Regions from separate parts of the Mus musculus genome. Here region 1 is linked to region 2. Evidence: chromatin contacts called from public promoter capture Hi-C data. All regions are on one chromosome and are shown on one strand. The core of a region is the stretch at or near the end of the contact, and the rest is flanking DNA. Distances in the headings are between cores, read along the strand shown.

Region 1 (2,831 bases), core at 4-2,503, 1.0 Mb after region 2:
TATAAGACAGGTTTAAATGTATAATGTTCTCCTGCAGTCCAGGTGGTAATGTAGTCAAGTTTCTGCCTGAACAGTCCACATGCCTGTGCCTCTCTGTGCATGTACACTGGAGAGGACAAATGCATAAGATGCCAGGCGTGAGAAACAGAAGGATGAACAGGCAGGAAGACATTTTCAGTATCTGATATTCCATCAAAGCCTGAAAACAAACAGATACATCCTTCTTTTAATATGCAAATTCACTCTCAGCATCTGCATGGGTCAGTTAGCATTCGGCAAAATTTTCAATAAACCTCCTTGTTGTTGAGTCCTTTTATAATTGTTCCAGTGATTAAACTAACAAAGCTGCCCTTCATTTATAGTCCAAATGCCTAATCCTTCAATTGGGGCTATGTGGTGGGTGGGGGTGGGGGAACTGGGGGGGAGAGAGACAGACAGACAGAAAGGCAGAGAGAGAGAGAGAGAGAGAGAGAGAGAGAGAGAGAGAGAGAGAGAGACTCTCCTACATTTTCTCTTTATTTTTATCCTTTAGTATATTCATCTTATTTATCTTCTCGGAGCCTTTATATGATAGAATGGCACTGTCTGCAAATGAGGAGTTTTATAGGCTTACTTAGGCTGTTACTATTTTTGATAATGTTTTTGATTCAGAAAAAAAATGGCTGTCATGTCTGTTTTTCTTAAATCTCTGCAGTATTATAAGACACAATATGTTTGTAGTTTGAGATGTTAAAACAGATTAAAACAGTTTTTGAAATTTCATCTTCTCATGGATAACTATATCCTGGTAAAAAACGTTTTAATGAACTTGGAAAAATCAAGCCCGATAGCGTACATTTGTAAAATGATTTTTTCCCTTATATTTCAGTACCAATTTTAAAGGAAAAACAATATATGTATTTACAAAGTGAGTGGACATTAAAATGAAAACCTCGGCTATTACTGCAGCAGATTTTGGTGCATGCACTTGTTATTGAATATATTCAATCCTAACATTAGCTTTAAAAAAAAAAAAAGCTAAAGAAAAGGAAAAAATTCAAAATCCGTCTTTTACCAATTTAAACAACTGCTTACCATAATGTCGTCTTCACTATCAGTATCTCATTTTCTCCGGGAAACTTGCAGCTTAAAGGTCGTCTTGTTGTGGGAGTCGGAAGGGTTTCTGGCTGTGGGCTCTGCTTGCCAGCTCAGCTGCATTGTGTTGCTGTGAGCCGAAGCTCTGCAACCACCTGATCAGCACCACATAGGAGGACTGCAGAGCTGTCATTGGTGCTGACTCAAATTTATTGCAAGAGGTGCATACGCAACAAAATGGACTTTTTTTTTTCTTTTTCTTTTTCTTTTTTTTTTTTTTTTTTTTTAATTTACAGCCCAGAGAGTGCCTTACATAGCTTCAGTTCTCTGTCGGGTAGAATACTTCATGCAAATTAGGGCTGGGCTTTACTTCTGTGTATTTCTCTGAGTTTAGGTTGCACATTTAACATTTGCTTGCTGTAATTTTTCTTAAAGCCTCTACATTCTTTCTATGTGTTGAAAAATGTTCTTTGTGAATTGATTTCCAGGATATTCATTGAACTATTTTTAATCTCCGCATTTTTATGTTCTTTTCAAAAACAGTTAAATTGTCTCGTAACCTTTTCATATGTATGTCATGATAGAAATCTTGATTTTTATGTCTTCCTCCATCGTGGCTACTATTATTATATTTAATTAGCTTTTCGAATTTATCAGTCAATTACGTGTTTCATCTTACCTTTTAGGAAGCACAGGAATACTCAATATGATTACTTTGTTTTTGCCTTCCTGATACAAAAGATCGTTTGACTAATGCTGCACACAGGCCAGCTGCGTTGTCGTCACAGTCTCCTTCCCCAGCACATGCACACAGTCCTGCCTTAGTGACAGTGATCAAATAAGAACAAGCCACATGTAAAATAAGGATGCTGGACTATAAAACAACACCAGCCTAAAATACGTTTCACTGTGTCTTCCTGGCTGGCCTGGAACTCACAGAGATCTTCCTACTTCTGTTTCTCACTGCTAGAATTAAAGATGTGCACTACCATAACCAGTAGATACTAGATATTTTGTTTTGTTTCTTCTATTTTAATGTTCTACTTTTAATTACCAGTCAAATGGTAAAATAATTGTTTACATTTTATGTATTTGAGTTAGATGGAGTTGTTTGGTTTTGATTTTGCTATTTTTTTTCTTCCATGAAACTTGTTTTGGATGGTATGGATAGAGTATTGCTTTCTCCAGAGGTATTGTTGGGTCTGAACAAAAGATAATTTTATTTTTATGAATAGCAGTATCAAAGCTGGAGTGGCAACACACACCTTTAATCCTAGCATTCAGCAGGTGGAAGTAAGAAGGCCAGGAATTGAAGCCCAGCTTTGACTACACAGCAAGCTCAAGGCCAGCCTAGAATAGATGAGACCCTGTCTGAAAATATAAAATAAAATGCTGGCCATGGCGGTGCTCAGCTTTAGTCCCAGCACTCAGGTGACAGAAGCAGGGAAATCTCTACACATCCGAGGCCAGCCTGGTCTACAGCGAGTCCAAGACAGCCAGGGCTACATGGAGAAATGCTACCTCAAAAAACCAAAATAAACAAAATAAATAAAAACTATTACTTTCCAATTGTTTATTTAGTGTTTCATATTTATATGTTATCTTTCCCAGAAAGTCAATAGACTTAAAAATATATGTAACAATGTTTGTAAAAGATGAAACTATAATCAAAATTTTTGTAAAATATGACTAGATTCATGGTATTTTAAGTAAACTAGATAAATAATCACTTGAAACTCAAACCTATATTACAAAAT
Region 2 (2,700 bases), core at 133-2,632:
CTCTCCCCACCAATCTAGAAGCTGTGGTGCCTGGTGGGGGGCTTCATCTGTTTGCTTCAGTGTTGTGTTCAGATCTCCACGGCACCAAGTAAGGGCACTCCTTTTTCACAGGCAATAAAACAGAAGCCCAGACAGACAGACAGACAGACAGACAGACAGGAAGTCTGAGCTGCTCAGCAACAGTGCAGATGTCTGTTCTCCAGCTCAGTTCCTACAACAGGGGCACTGAAGAGCACAGGCCCACACCCAGGGGCCTCCAGTCTCAGGCTCCTCTTGTCTCTACTCCACCCTCTAAGAGAACTGCAGAATCAGATCCCAGTCCTTGATGTGACACTAGCTCCAGGAAAGGCTCCTAGGACAGGAACAGGGGCAAGGGACAACCTATTAGTCATTAATGATAGCCAACAGCGATTAGGTCTAATAGCAACAGCATCCAGAAGCCTGAGGCAGGGGAATCTCTATGAGTCTGAGGTTAGCCTGGTCTGAAAGTATGTATATAAAATAATACTTTCAGTGTACCAAATCTCATTGTCATTTTCCAATACTTCCTCTCTCTCTCTCTCTCTCTCTCTCTCTCTCTCTCTTTTCTTTTTTCTTTTGGTTTCTTCGAGACAGGGTTTCTCTGTGTAGCCCTGACTGTCCTGGAACTCACTTTGTAAACCAGGCTGGCCTCGAACTCAGAAATCTGCCTGCTTCTGCCTTCCAATTGCTGGGATTAAAGGCATGCATCACCATGCTCGGCATTCTTTCTTTCTTGGTTTGTTTGTTTGTTTGTTTGTTTTGGACAGAACATCAAGCCTTGGTTAGCCTAGTATTGCTTAGACCAAACTGGCCTCACCTCTGGTGTGCTGGGATTAAAAGCACATGCCACTAGGTCCTGCCTTCACTAAGATTTTCTTCCAAGTGAAGGCAAGGTCAACGGATCAGTGGCAGAGCACAAGTACTCCAGTGTGGCCCACCAGGCTCTGGCTGTTCTTACACAGATGCACATGTGCCGAGAGGCAGATGCCACGCAGCTGGCATATCCAGTCTTGTGCGCTAATCCTGCGTGCCTTTCGACCTTACTTCCACATCTCTGGATTCGGATCATTAAGTGACTAATCTATAAGGTTGCCACGAGATAATATATTCAGAATTCCTGGCCCCAGAACAAAGTTACGTTGTCAATAAATGTTAGTTATTGATATAGTGATTATTCTTTTGAGTGTTCCGACGCCCAGGAAGGAGGGCTGCAGCACGGTAGTATCTTTGCGTTGCCTGAAGTGAGGACACACCACAGGGATTGTTTGGACGACACCCAGCCCAGAGTTCAGCGGACCAAAGCTTTTGAGACTGTCTCACGCTCCGCCCCTCTAGACTTTTAACAGAAGCACCCGAAGCCGGCGCAGGCGCAGACAGCACAGACTGGTCCAGGCCTCCCGCAGCTGGTTCCGAGGTGCTAGCCCCTCCGTGTTTGCGCATGGAGGGGCGCGTGAGCTCCGTGGGCTCGCCCCACAGTTTCCTCAACGCTCCCGTGCTTTTCCGCGGCCCCGTGGAGCCCCTAGTCTTCCTGGCCAACTTTGCCCTGGTTCTGCAGGGACCGCTCACCACACAGTACCTTTGGCACCGGTTCAGCACGGAGCTCGGCTACAATGGCACCCGCCACCGGGAGAACTGTGGGAACCAAAGCGCGGATCCCCTCATGAAGGTAGCAGGGACCAGAGCAGCTGTGAATACGGAGCGCGGCACGGGGCGGGGCCTGTGGAAGACGGGGTCCCCGAGGGGACGGGACACACGTGGCGTGGTGGGCGGGTCAGACCAAAGGGGGCCTGCCCTGGCTGGCTGCCTTGTGCTGGAGGTGTACCTAGAGAAAGCCTGGCTTGGAAAGTTATCTAGTGTAGCGACGGAGGGAATGCTTCTCCAGGGCCTGTTTTTACAAGTTGAAGGAACATTCCAAGAGGCTTAGGGCTCTAAAGCAAGGCTATAGCTCCCAGGATGGTGATGGTAGCTAACCAAAGTGAGGTCCTGCGCACTAGTGATTGTGTCTTTACAGGAAGTGGAGACCCTGACATCTCACTGGACCCTCTACATGAACGTGGGAGGCTTCCTGGTGGGACTCTTCTGGTCCACCCTGCTGGGAGCCTGGAGTGACCGCGTGGGTCGCCGCCCATTGCTGGTGCTGGCCTCTCTTGGTCTGCTGCTCCAGGCCGTGGTGTCCATCTTTGTGGTGCAGCTAGAACTGCACGTCGGGTTCTTCGTGCTTGGCCGAGCTCTTTGTGCCCTTCTGGGAGACTTCAACGGCCTCCTTGCTGCTAGCTTTGCCTCTGTGGCAGATGTTAGCTCTAACCACAGTCGCACCTTCCGGATGGCTCTGCTGGAAGCATGCATTGGTGTGGCCGGGACCCTGGCAAGCCTTCTCGGGGGTCACTGGCTCCGGGCCCAGGGTTATGCCAACCCCTTCTGGCTGGCTTTGGCCCTGCTGATTGTCATGGCTCTATACGCAGCATTTTGTTTTGGTGAGACGGTGAAGGAGCCAAAGTCCACCAGGCTTTTCACGCTCCGCCATCATCGATCCATTGCCCGGCTATATGTGGTTCCAGCCCCAGAAAAGTCCAGGATGCATCTAGCCCTGTACTCTTTGGCCATATTCGTGGTGGTTACTGTGCATTTTGGGGCTCAAGATATCCTGACACTCTATGAGCTGAGCGCACCCCTCTGCTG

What was found. Promoter capture Hi-C pulls out the DNA fragments that hold promoters and counts their contacts.
Region 1: a promoter capture Hi-C map of hippocampal neurons shows a contact between it and region 2, with 2.2 times the contacts expected there. The contact joins the promoter of Omg here to the promoter of Slc46a1 in region 2. A contact is called at or near these places in 2 of 39 promoter capture datasets (hippocampal neurons and liver).

What each region holds. Positions count from the first base shown.
Region 1 is chr11:79,502,829-79,505,659 of GRCm38.p6, forward strand. Omg (oligodendrocyte myelin glycoprotein) reads right to left here and starts at 1,254. Exons shown (of 2, transcript NM_019409.2): 1 at 1,075-1,254; 2 at 1-199. The coding sequence starts at 1,077. The region is part of intron 36 of Nf1 (neurofibromin 1); the gene reads left to right.
Region 2 is chr11:78,464,319-78,467,018 of GRCm38.p6, forward strand. It overlaps Slc46a1 (solute carrier family 46, member 1), which reads left to right and starts at 1,383. Exons shown (of 5, transcript NM_026740.2): 1 at 1,383-1,687; 2 at 2,033-2,700. The coding sequence starts at 1,460.